Linked DNA regions of Sus scrofa: all the other regions are linked to region 1. Evidence: chromatin contacts called from public Hi-C data. All regions are on one chromosome and are shown on one strand. The core of a region is the stretch at or near the end of the contact, and the rest is flanking DNA. Distances in the headings are between cores, read along the strand shown. Region 1 holds the start of FAM43A (protein FAM43A). Region 2 overlaps XXYLT1 (xyloside xylosyltransferase 1). Region 3 overlaps XXYLT1 (xyloside xylosyltransferase 1).

What was found. Hi-C and Micro-C count contacts between places; a contact is called where the count stands out from the background.
Region 2: a contact with region 1 is called in a Hi-C map of retroperitoneal adipose tissue, with 3 times the contacts expected there. The contact joins the enhancer-like site here to the promoter of FAM43A in region 1. A contact is called at or near these places in 3 of 5 promoter capture datasets (fetal liver, fetal skeletal muscle and skeletal muscle), 3 of 47 Hi-C or Micro-C datasets (embryonic fibroblasts, retroperitoneal adipose tissue and skeletal muscle) and 2 of 2 datasets of contacts at active chromatin or transcription factors (alveolar macrophages and skeletal muscle).
Region 3: a contact with region 1 is called in a Hi-C map of skeletal muscle, with 11 times the contacts expected there. The contact joins the enhancer-like site here to the promoter of FAM43A in region 1. A contact is called at or near these places in 5 of 5 promoter capture datasets (fetal liver, fetal skeletal muscle, liver and 1 more), 34 of 47 Hi-C or Micro-C datasets (adipose tissue, alveolar macrophages, blood and 18 more) and 2 of 2 datasets of contacts at active chromatin or transcription factors (alveolar macrophages and skeletal muscle).

What each region holds. Positions count from the first base shown.
Region 1 is chr13:131,660,328-131,664,586 of Sscrofa11.1, forward strand. It overlaps FAM43A (protein FAM43A), which reads left to right and starts at 2,147. Exons shown (of 1, transcript XM_003132600.4): 1 at 2,147-4,259. The coding sequence starts at 3,158.
Region 2 is chr13:132,171,536-132,175,794 of Sscrofa11.1, forward strand. All of the region lies in intron 2 of XXYLT1 (xyloside xylosyltransferase 1), which reads right to left. Among named protein-coding and RNA genes, the nearest start is that of XXYLT1, 96 kb to the right of the region's middle. Within about 2 kb of position 2,241, at least 1 of the 83 cell types and tissues checked has an H3K27ac peak or open chromatin away from gene starts, as enhancers often do. A contact at or near this core is called in retroperitoneal adipose tissue, where this site is marked.
Region 3 is chr13:132,098,499-132,102,757 of Sscrofa11.1, forward strand. All of the region lies in intron 3 of XXYLT1 (xyloside xylosyltransferase 1), which reads right to left. Among named protein-coding and RNA genes, the nearest start is that of XXYLT1, 170 kb to the right of the region's middle. Within about 2 kb of position 1,708, at least 16 of the 83 cell types and tissues checked have an H3K27ac peak or open chromatin away from gene starts, as enhancers often do. A contact at or near this core is called in adipose tissue, omental adipose tissue, retroperitoneal adipose tissue and 3 more, where this site is marked.

The sequences.
Region 1 (4,259 bases), core at 897-3,396:
CTCCCACCCCTGGTTCCTCATCTTGTCTCCAAACCCTTCTGACCTTGGACCTCTGGGTAATTTGGAAATGCTAACTGCTTGAACATGATGTTTGTGTTAATAGAGTTCAGGCACTTAGACTACGGACCAGCTAAAGGTCACTTAGCACAGGTTCATTTGGTGTTTTTTATTGGAATTTTTTGTTTGGAGCACATGCCATCTACTTCATTGCCCCTGCAAGATATTCCAGAAATGCAAGTAGAAGAGAAATTCACTTGGGTTTCAATGGCTTATTAGAGTCCTAACCAGCTCATTCCAACACCCTGCCTCCATTAACCCTCAGTGCAGCTCAGGAGCAAAGCATTATAGCTCTGGTCTAATGACACTTTGGGGCCAGTCAGCCATGAAAAGGCCAGTCCTTCCCTCAGGGACTAGGAGGGCCCCAAATGCATGAATAGGAGACTTTCTTGTTTGATCAGGAAATTTTCTTCTTTCATTGTCGCAATCATTAAACACCACCCTAACCTGCACATGGGCATGCATTTTTATGGTCTCTAATTTTGCTACTCTCTATATCTGGAAAGCCCTTCAATTCTTCCCTGCTTGACACAATCCTGTTCATCCTTTAAACATCACCATCTCCGTGGAACTTTCTCTGATTTTCCTAGTCACAAAGAACTTTTTTCTCCCCGTTTCTCAGAATACTTTGGGTCCTTCTCAGGGCATTTTGTTCACTCTGAATTCCTGTGCACATGCATGTTTCATTCATTCATTCAAAAATTAAGTGATGCCAGGCACTGGGGGCAACAAGGGGCTCTCATAGAACCTGCATTCCAGCAGGAGCCCAGAGCTGGGTGAAGTTTACATCCTTCATTGGACTGGGAGGTTGTTGGAGACAGGAATTGAGTCTGCTCTCAGCTCTGGGACTAGCACCAAAAGGTACTCAGGAAAGTTAGTTATATTGAAACTCAGCACCAATGACGCTGAGAAAATTGGGTTAGAGTTCAAAGAAAGGTTAAAAGGGTAGATGGCCAGAGAATTTCATCTACATTGAAGAGCTATGCTGGTTCTGAAACCAGGACCTGACTTGGAAGCCAAGACATCCAGATCTCCAGGGTATGGGGTCTGGGGAGCAGGAGGGTCCACTGCCCTCCTCTGGGATGAGCTTGGGAATTTGAGGCAGAGTCATCCAGACACTTATGACCCATTCCAGCTAGAAGTGGTCTTGCTTTGATTGAGCAGAACATAGAGGCAATCCGGTTGTTTTAAGGGCCCAGAAATGAGTTACTAGCCAAGGGTCAGGCCGGTCAGATGATTAAAGCGACATTGTCCAGATGGCACTAGAGAAAAGAATGATTAATGCTAATCATTCTTGGTGTAGGGCGGCCGGGCATTATTTGACACAAATTTAAAAAGTCCTTTGAATTTTTACTAGGAATTCTTATCCATAATGTGACAAGGATGTAATAAAACCGAATGACTGGCCTGACAAAGTAAAATGAATTCCAACCAGACCCAAGCATTACTTAGAAATGGTATACATCTCTATAACCCGCTCTACTCTGAGGCTGATGGAAGGAGCATTGCTGGGGGTTAGGAGTGGTAAGACCTTATTTGTCAGATCTATACTATAGTATTACTTCTAATCGTCAACTACCACTCATCTCACTGTTCACTGTCTGCTCTGTACCTGTGGAGAAAGGGTTCCTCCATAGTGAGAGATAAGTCTCAGTGGTTTCCTTGCCCCTCTTTATTTTAATAAAATACAATTCTGAAAAAAAAAAATTAAACGTCACCCAGTCATTCTCAGCAGTCACACGCGGAATCACTATTTCCCCTACCTTTGGGCATATCGAATTATAGCCTAAATCCCATCTTGCACCACCTTCCCCAGAAGTTTCGATGGAGACACACATTTACTCAGTGAGTTGCGATTCAGCCTAGGGGTGGAGTGTCAGAATTCAGGTTGCTTTTCCTGCGGGGTAACCCCAGGTCTTGGCGATTTTCGCAGATAAAAGAGACGCAGGTAAATTTGGGTTGTAATGGCCAGATTGGACCGGTCTCCCCTTTCCCTCGTCCAAGGGCTGCAACCAGGTCCCTTTAAGAGACCAGGAACCCGTGGGGCGTCGGAGTCCGAAACGGAGCCTCTTCGCTGCTCCTCCCCTGTCCCCGCGCGGCGAATGGTTTGTGCCGGCCTATATTTACCCGAGATCTTCCTCTCGGACGGCAAGGATGTGAGGCTGGCGAGGCGGCTACTGCTCGTGGCACCGGAGGGGGCGCGCTGCAAAGGCGGGCAGCCGAGCGAAGAGATCCCGGGAGCGGAGTTGGACACTCTCCGGAGGGAAGAAATGAGGTAGCGACCGTCCCCGGAGCGGGCTATGCGCGTGCCCTGCCCTCGGAGCCCCGCGCTGCCCCGGCCGAGCCAGCCCGGACAGTGAGCCGGCGGAGCCGGAGTCCCCGGCGTCCTGCCGGAGCGAAGATGCAGTGACCCACCGAAGGACTGCTGCGCGGGGCCCGCTGGGGCCAGCCGGACCCACCATCTGAGTGCACTTGGGGCAAGCAGCTGATTCTGGGACCCGCTCGGCCGAGGGGCTTTTTGCCTCCAGCACCCCTTGGGGTGGGGAGCACTGGCTCCTGGGCACACTCGCGGTTGTTTCCGCGGTTTCTGGCCCTAGCCCTGGGGGTTGAGTGTGTGAATGTGAGAGGGGGGCCCTTTTCACCTTCGCCGAGGAGTTCCTGCGTATTCTCGCACCATCCCGGCTGCTCTTGCTGGGGCTCTCTCATTTATTTGCACGCGCGTATCTCTCTCTCTCTCTTTTTTTTCCTAAAGACATTTTCCGCTCCACTCTCGTGCTGTCTTTCTCTCATTTGGCTTGCCTAAGACTCTTTGCCCTCGTCCTGCCCAGGCTGGGGTAAATCTGTGTTCGTCCCCCCTCCCCCCAACTCCCGCAGTTAAACCTTTTCTTCTTTTTAAAAATTCTTTCCCTACCTCTTTCGGCGGGGTTCCGGAGCGCTATACACGCCCCCGCCCCCACTCCCTCCGACCCGGCCACTCCCAGCAGAGTTTTATTTTTCGGTCTTGCCCGGGCCCAGCCCGGCCGGGGCGGGTGGCTCAGCCGGGCTTCCACCCGGCGCTCCGCCGCCACCGCCGCCAGCTGCGCGGGGGCGCCCTCCGGAGATGCTGCCGTGGAAGAAGCATAAGTTCGAGCTGCTGGCCGAGGCGCCGCCACGGCAGGCGTCCAAGCCCAAGGGCTACGCGGTGAGCCTGCACTACTCGGCGCTCAGCTCGCTGGCTCGGGCTTGCCCCGAAGGCGCGCTCAGCAGGGTGGGAAGCATGTTCCGCTCCAAGCGCAAGAAGCTGCATATCACCAGCGAGGACCCTACTTACACCGTGCTCTACCTGGGCAATGCCACCACCATCCAGGCGCGCGGCGACGGCTGCACTGACCTAGCGGTGGGCAAGATCTGGAGCAAGAGCGAGGCGGGCCGTCAGGGCACCAAGATGAAGCTGACTGTGAGTGCGCAGGGTATCCGCATGGTGCACGCCGAGGAGCGCGCGCTGCGCCGCCCAGGCCACCTCTACCTGCTGCATCGTGTTACCTACTGCGTGGCGGACGCGCGACTGCCCAAGGTCTTCGCCTGGGTGTACCGGCACGAGCTCAAGCACAAGGCAGTAATGCTACGCTGCCACGCGGTGCTGGTGTCCAAGCCCGAGAAGGCGCAGGCCATGGCCCTGCTGCTCTACCAGACGTCCGCCAACGCTCTGGCGGAATTTAAACGGCTCAAGCGGCGGGACGACGCGCGTCACCAGCAGCAGGAGCTGGTGGGCGCGCACACCATCCCCCTGGTGCCGCTGCGCAAGCTGCTCCTGCACGGACCCTGCTGCTACAAACCGCCAGTGGAGCGCAGCCGCAGCGCGCCCAAGCTCGGCTCCATCACCGAGGACCTGCTTGGCGAACAGCAGGAGCAGGAGCAGGAGCTGCAGGAGGAAGAGGAGGAGGAGCACACGGACGGCTGCCTGAATGAGGAGGAAGAGGATCGAGCCGGGGAGGGAGGCCCGGCAGAGCAAGAGGCAGAGGCGCCGCAGGAGCTCGTGGTGGCCATGCACTTCGAATGCGGGGACTTGCTGGAAACGCTGGAAAGCAGCCGCGAGGAGGCGCTGGGGGAGGGCGGGGTCTCGCCAGGCCCTGAGGCTGGGCCGCCGCCTCTGCTACTGGGCAGTGCCTCCGACATGAAGGCCGAGCTCTCGCAGCTTATTAACGACCTGGGCGAACTCAGCT
Region 2 (4,259 bases), core at 991-3,490, 510 kb after region 1:
CGGCAATGCCAGACCCTGGCCCACTGAGTGAGGCCAGGGATCAAACCTGTGTCCTTGTGGATATTAGTCAGGTTCATTTCTGCTGTGCCACCACAGGAACTCCTGCAATTATTGACAATGATAATCCCGGGAAGCCTAGGATAAGTGTCCAGGAAGGGAGAGCCAGTGCTGTGGGTGCAGAGAGGAGGCAGCTTTAGTGAAGACGGGGTCTTAGTCTGCTCTGAATGCTGTAACAAAAGGCCACCATCTGGGTGGCTTAAACTTCAGCCAGTGATTTTCTCACAGTTCGGGAGGTTGGAGCCCATGATCAAGGTCCTGGCGAATTCAGTTTTTTGTGAGAGCTCTCTCTCCTGATTGCAGATGCGGCCTTCTCACTGTGTCCTCACAGGGCCCTTCCTCTGTGCTCGCTCAGAGGGGGACAGCACTCTGCTATCACCCCCTTTTCAGTAAGGACAGGGCTCACCCCATGACATCATTTAACCCCAGCAACCTTTCGAAGGCCCCATCTCCAAATACCATCACATTGGGAGCTGAGCTTCAACACAGCAATCCGGGGGATATAATCCAGTCCACAGCAGGCTTTGAAAGGCAGATATGAACCCATCTTCCTATGTGGGACACGCATGACAGAAGGCTGGGAGCCTGCAAGACTTCAGGGGAGAGCAGAAAGCCAGCCAACTGGGCTGGAGTGAAGGCGTGTACAGGGCAGGGGGGCAGATGAGCTGCAGAGGCAGTCTGGGGGCACATTGCAGAGGATCCCAGTGACACACTTTGGCCGGGAGCCAGGGAGCCAGGGAAGCTACTGATCACCAGACTGAGAGGGTCAGGCCTGCAGGCTGGACAGCTCTCCCAGGGCAGACTGAGCAAGGGGATGGTGAGAGGGCAGCTGCCAAAGGAGAGACCAGAGAGGATGAGGCTCTGCTTTAAAACTATGGCTCAGGAGTTCCCGTCATGGCTCAGTGGAGACTAATCTGACTAGTATCCATGGACACAGGTTCGATCCCTTGCCTCATTCAGCGGGTTAAGGATCCAGCGTTGCCATGAGCTGTGATGCAGATCACAGAGGCGGCTCAGATCTGGCGTTGCTGTGGCTATGGTGTAGGCCAGCGGCTACAGCTCCGATTTGAACCCTCGCCTGGGAATCTCCGTAAGCTGCGGGTTCAGCCCTAAAAAGATTAAAAAAAAAAAAAAGGCTATGGCTCAGAACAGAGTGCTGCTGCGGCCACGTGAATGCAGGCTTTTCTGGGCCTGGCCAACTGGAGCCCACCCAGGATGATGGGGAGCAAAGTGGAGGTTCCTATACCCGGGGCTGCGAACCCCAAACCCCCCTCCGAACACCAAGAAATTGCCTGAGTCCCCTAATAAACACACTCCTCTGCTCTCTGGCTGCCCAGTGGGGAGCCCTGCCCCAGCACAGTGGCATGGTCCTGCCAGCGAGGAGGTGGGGCCACATATGGCCCCTGGTGGCCACAAAGGGCTGGGGCTCCAAAGGGAGGTAAAAAGCAGGGGTCTCTCCAGCTAGGCTGAAGCCAACTGCTTCGCATCAGAGCAAACCTCCCTATGCTGTTCTTCACTGACTCCGGAGATGAGGAAACTGCCCAAGCCAGCCCCTGCCCTGCCCGCCTCAGGCCCCACTGCTGGATGGAAGGAAGAGGGGCCTCCTGAGCCAGAGGCGGCATTCCTAACAGCACAAACCTGGGCAGCCCCTGTGGTTTCCTGGTGAGACCAGGAAGCCGGTGTCGATCACAGGGTCCCAGGCACATGTAGTCCATCCCGCTGTGACCTGGGTCCACGTCCTCTCCATAGAACCAGGGGCTAGGCCCAGGCGGTCCCTCGGGCCCCTGCTGGTTCTAACTCTGCAGTCACCATCACGGCACACATGCCAGGGAGGCAGCTGACCTAGGTGGCACCTGACGCCAAATGGCATTCTGAGTTTTAGGAGACTTGGCAGAAGAACAGTTCCCGGGACACACTTGATATGTGCCTAAGACAAACTGTATTTTTATTAATTGGATCCTATTTTATCAATGATTAAAAGCATCATTTCAAAGCTCTCTCATCTTCCTGCCTGGTTTTCAAATGGCCAGTGAGCTTCCTATTTCTCCCCATTTCCTTCTTCCCACCATCCCCAGCACAGCTGTCAAACAGCTCAGGCTAAAGGACAGGCTCCAGAGAAGCAAACTCTAAAGGAATCGCCCTGGAGGAAGTGAACTTCCATTTAGAAGGCAGGCACTGCCCCACCCCCACTCAGCACCTGCTCACCGTCTAGGGGGCACCTGCGCCCCCTCTGGCCACAGGGCCCTCCTATTGTCTACCAGACCTTCCCTCCCTGAAGGAAAGGGTCCAGGTGTCCCTCCCGGCGTGTCTTCCACAGGCAGTGAGTGGATCACAGAACCCATGTCAGCAGGGACGCTGCTGACATAGCCTTTGGCTCCCTCACTTTGCAGGGGTCAGAGTCACCCATCTGGCAGCAGGACAGGAAGCCAACAGCAAGCCCACAGCCCAAGGAGGACCCATGTCCACGGATTCTGCTCTGGTGATTTTTTTTAATGCAGGCTGTGGATCATCCCAGCCATCAGCTTCTTTAAAACCACATCTGAGCGTTCCCTGGTGGCCCAGTAAAGAATCTGGTGTTATCACTGTTGTGGCCCGGGTCACTGCTGTGGCATGGGTTTGATTCCTGGCCTGGGAACATCCACATGCCACAGGTGTGGCCAAAAAACAAACAAACAAACAAATAAATAAATAATTTTAAAAAAATCAAAACCGAAGAAAAACACATCTCACGGCAGCTGGGAAACCCTCGCGGTCCCCACTCCACCTCTGTCTCAAATACCAGGACCTTCAAAAGCGGATGAGCCTTCCATTTCCCTCATGAAATGAGGATCCCCACAGACCAAGTCCAATGACTTTCCCAGACTCTCTTACTCCAGGCACCCCATCGTTTGTCCTCTAAGGACTTTTTACAATTTGCAATTATACATTTAATTGTTTACTTATTTAGGGTTGGCCTCTCCAGGGGGACCATAGGCTCCACAAGGGTTTATAATGTTAGCACGCAGCACAGTGCTTGGCACATTCACTAACTACCGTTTTGAAAAGGAGGAGAGACAAGACCCTCCAAGAACCGGACTCACTTGGGAGGGAGCTGCCCACTTAAGGAGCTCAGTGTCTCATGGAGGTGACTATTAAGCAGTCATTCCTCAGAGCCATCAGGGCTATCCTAAGAGCCACAGAGATGGACCACAAATTCTGCTGGGGAGGAAGGTCAGGAAAAGACATCCAGCAGGTAATGCTCAAGCCACGTCCTTAGAGGACAAGTGGCAAGACCTCATAGGTAACAAGAGGACCTACTGGTTGATGAAGCACAAGAGAAAATGAACCAATGGGAAAAGAAGCTGCCTGGAGCCCTGGAGAAGGATCCTGGAGTCCACAAGCCAGTGTTGCTGAGGGCTGGGGGGATGTCAATTCACCAACCAGACTGTAAGTATTTCAAATTTTTTTACAACTGGGGTGGCCATGCAATATGCATTGACAGGGCACCAGCCCTATGGACAGGAACAGGGGCAGAAGCTATCAAGAGGTTATGTGGGAGGCATTTCATGATATATATAAGTTAAGTCATCATGCTGCACTCAAGCTTATCTAGAGCTGTGCGTCAATTATACCTCAATTAAACTGGAAGAAAAAAAAAGAAAGTTGCACATATAATTTTGCCTGTTGCCAAACAAAAATCATTTAACAGCTAAAAAAAAAAGAGGAGTTCCCGCTATGACACAATGGGATCAGGGCTATCTCTGAAATGTTGGGACACAGGTTCAATTCCCTGCCTGGCACAGTGGGTTATGGATCCAGCCTTACCACAGCTGTAGCATAGGTCACAACTACAGCTTGGAACAGATCCCTGGCCCAGGAACTCCATAGGCTGTGGGATGGTCAAAAAAGAAGGGAAGGGGAGAGAAAAGAAGAGAAGAGACGAGAGGAGAAGAGAGGTAGAGCTCCTACTGTGGTGCAATGGGATTAGTGGTGCCTTGGGGCACTGGGACACAGGTTCGATCCCTGGCCTGGCACAGTGGATTAAGGATCCCGCGTTGCCACACCTGTGGTTTAGGTAGCAATTGTGGCTCAGATCTGATCCCTGGCCTGGGAATTCCACATGCTATGAGTTGGCCAAAAAAGAAAGAGAGGTATAAGGAGAACTGGTGAGACTTTGTGACAATCTTACGGGGAATGAGGCAGGAAGGGAAATCAAAGACAAG
Region 3 (4,259 bases), core at 458-2,957, 440 kb after region 1:
ACGTCTAGTGCATAAAGCTAAAATATTATAATAATAAAATGATAACACCATAAACATACCGGGACTACTGAAACTTCTTCCTAAAAGATCTACAAAACTTTAATATTCTATTCTATAACATACCCAAATATGTCTGAATGTGCCAATTTTCCCCCTACCAAATCTTTAAGTAAAACTGACTCATTTGGAAGATGCAGAACATTTATCCGGTGATTTGCAGCACCCCCAGCATAAGTGGTTTTCAAAGTTTGAGAAGCGCAGGCATTTCTAGATACTATATTATTTCTTTTTTTCTGTCTTTTTAGGGTTGCACCCACAGCATATGGAGGTTCCCGGGCTAGAGGTCGAATCGGAGCTGTTGCTGCCGGCCTACACCACAGCCACAGCAATACAGGATCCGAGCCATGTCTGCGACCTACACCACAGCTGATGGCAATGCTGGATCCTTAACCCAATAAGCAAGGCCAGGGATCAAACCCACATCCTCATGGATACTAGTTGGGTTTGTTAACCACTGAGGAACGACAGGAACTCCAAGATACCATATTATTTTATTTGATCTAGGTCCACTGGCAAAATACCACAAGAAGTACACAGGTGAGAGGCTCACCTGCAAAATTATCTGGGCTCTATTAAGACTATTTAAATTTCTACTCTTAAAAAAAAAGAAGCATGTGTCTGTTAGAAGGGAGAGCAAACGATATAATAACAAGAAATCATTCTTTAACACACAGCTTTCAAAGGTTAATGGCTCAAGAGTGGTTTATTTACATTTTTCATAAAAAGAAGCAGGCAGAGGAAATTAAGCACTTAAGTTGCTCTAAAGGCCCTGTAGGTGTGGGCGTCTAGGGTCACTTTTTGCTCACTGCGCTGCTCTGAGGTGTCAGCAGCTCAGATTCCTTCAGAAACCACAATTCATCCCAGAAGCTCCAGTCAAGTGTAGGCTCCGACTCTACACACAGGCCTCAGAGCAATGACCTGGAGCCCTGGTTCAGACACTGGGGTCAGAGGGTGAGCATTATCCACAGGCATCAGCACCTCTGCAGGTGTTAAGCCACTGTCTGCATTGTGAGGCTGCAAAGCCTCGACTTCTCCTTTCCTGGTGACACTGCCAACCACCAGCACTAAAGTCACACCTCCTGTTTTCCTACCTTTTCTTACCCGAATATCATTACCTCTTAGTAAGCTTAATGCCGACCTTTCTCTGGAAATAATACATATTAGTAAGTATGTGAATTTCTCATTTCAGGCAGCATTTCACTGCCTAGTAGCATTTAACTGTTGCTATGAAAAAGATGCTATAAATTAAACGTGGGCTCTTTAAGCCAATGTGACCAACTCGTTATCATTAATAAAGTGGGGATCAAACAATAAAGTTACTTCATATTATCACTGAGAAAAATAATAACATCTCTTTGTGGAAGCCACATATATACCTTCATTCACTAATGTTCATCATCAGAGATGCTCTTGTTTTGGTCTCACCCCCACCCTAGCCCGCAAGTTTCTGCCGCAGTTGGGACCCAAATACACCCTCTCTCAAGGGACTAGCCACTTCCTCTCTCAGCGCCTCAAGATGGTGTCAAATCTCATCAGCTGGAACGTTCCAGAGCTCAGTGATTCTAAGCTGTTGTAGGGGAGGAGGCCCAAAAAGTTCTCCCACCTGCACGCAGCCCTGGGCGTGACCCAGGAGCGACCCCTGCTGGTGAAGCGTGAAACTGCACCCACGCGGAAGGGTCTGGGGGCCTCTCAGCAGCGCAGCTCTGCGAGGAGCCACCCAATCCGATTAACCCGCGCCACCTTCTCTTCGCACTTTCCTTTCACCACCGTCTTCCCCCTGCCACCTCTGCCTCAGGATGTAAGCCAGTACCCCTCGGTAGTGGACATGATGGACACCCCTCTACCCAGACAGGAGACAGAAGGGACCATCAGCACTCCCCGCTCCTAGGCCGCGGTGGCTGAGTTCCCAGACCAGCCCCCCACCCCGGGGAAGAAGACGACCGAGCCCTGGATATCTGGCCAGGGTGCCCACCAACGACAGATCAAGTGCTCCCGGTGGTAATAAAATCAGGGGCTCCTCAGAGTCTTTTTCTGTTGCTAACAGGATTAGAAAATAAAAATAAAACCCTGTGCCTTGTGGAAAGAGCACATTTGTTTTGTTTTGCCTAGAACGACCTTTCACCTTCCATTTACAGCTTCGTTTCCGCAAGATTTAAAAACTGCCTCCGAACTCCTTTCAGAAAGAAGTGAGGGGGCCACAAAGTGCCAGGGGCAAAATTAAACCCACCCTCCACCGTTATCCCTCCCAGGATTCCCACTGTGAGTGGATCTGATGATCCAGCTCAGTCTGCTTTAACCCTCGCGGCCTCAGGAGCCAGGTGGTAGATGTGGCACCTTTTTGTTTGTTTGTTCATCTTTATGTATATATATATTTTAAATTATTTTCCCAATACGATTTTTTTTTTCTGCTGTACAGCATGGTGACCCAGTTACACATACATGTACACATTCTGTTTTCTCACATTATCATGCTCCATCATAAGTGACTAGACATAGTTCCCAGGGCTACACAGCAGGATCTCATTGGTTTGGGAGCTTGGGGTTAATGGATGTAAACTATTGCCTTTGGAATGGATGAGGCACCTCACGTTTTGAATGCTCCAGTCGCCCTCCAAGCACGCTTCCTGTGCGGCAGGGCCCTTCTTCCACTCCCCGCTGCCTGCCTGCCACAACCACACAGCAAACAAAAACAGCCCTACCTGGGTACCTACTCCATCGCAGTGCACCTGTCGCAAAATCGAACTATGCCCCGTTTGAAGGGGAAAGCCTCCCCCCCCCACTCATCTGGTGGCAGCAACCGGTCCTCGCCCCCCCACAGGGGTGGGTGGCGCTCAGCCCCTCCTCCACTGGCCTACAGGGGCGGCCCTGGGTTGCAGGCTCCAGTGCTGGTCCCAGCCTGGCCAGCCACAGCATGCTGCTCCTTCCATCCACCCTTGTTTTTCTTTACTAAATATAACTGCATATTAAAATCATCCAGGCATAAAGATTAATTAGAAATGCAAACCACTACGTTTACCAAAACATGCACTCTGAGCAAGACAGAAAAAAAAAATCCCCAAATGAGGCATAAGTGGAACCTTTCTCAACAACCTTCAACTGTTATCAAATGGCTGTTTATTAATGTTTATTCATGAGACTTAATAAAAATATTTCTCCATTTTTAAAAAAAATCAATTTCTTGTCTGTAAAATATATGTTCAAAGTTTAAAAGCTGGAAAACACTACAAACCAGAAAGAAAGAGTAACATGCAACAGTCCCAACCAGACACAAACTAGAACTCCGGTATTTCAGCAAAGCAAACCCCAGGATTGACCTTTACAACATGCTACTGTTCAGAGTCATTTCCCACAAAATGTTCATCAATAACAACAATTAAGGCAGCTCTCATCTTATAAATCAAGCATTATGCTCTGAGTTTTACTTGCATTTTCTTTAGTTCTCCTAACAACCCCAAAGGCATTATTATTATTTCCAATATATCAATAAGGCGACAAAGTCTCAGAGAAGTAAAATAACCAGAAAATGACACAATCCGGAGTTTAAATCATCCTAGTCTATCTACCCCCAAAAATGCATGCTCACTACATCAGATCATATCCTTTCTTTGTTTTTTGTCTGTTTGTTTTGTTTTGCAGATCTCCATTCTTGAACAAGAGCACAATATTAAAAAGGAAGATACACGCATGGTGCATCTACATGAGAGGCCAACACCCCTGCAGAATTCCTGTTCACCTGACCACCCCCCACCCCCCCACCCCCACCCCCAAAAAAAGCAGTAGGCTGTGAGACAGTGATAATAACCAGGCCAGGGCTTCCCAAGCCAGGAGGGGGTGTGTGTGTGTGTGTGTGTGTGTGTGTGTGTGTGTGTAAGTTTGCTAGGGCTGCTGGAACTAAGTACCACAAACTGGGTATCTTAAACAGCAGAAATATATTGTTGCACCAGTTTTAGAGGCCAGAAGTCCTAGATCAATGTGTGGGCAGGGTTGTCCCTCCCAGGCCTGGGAGACCCCATCTGCTCTCTGCCTCTCCCTAGCTTGGGTGGTTTGTTAGTGATCTTTGGTGTCCTTAGCTGGTGGAAGTGAAGCTCGATCTCTGCCTTCTTCCCCACATGGTGCTCTCCCAGGGCAAGTATGTCTGGGTCCCAAATTCCCCTTTTAATAAGGACATCAAACATTGCATTAGGGCCCGTCCTCACGAT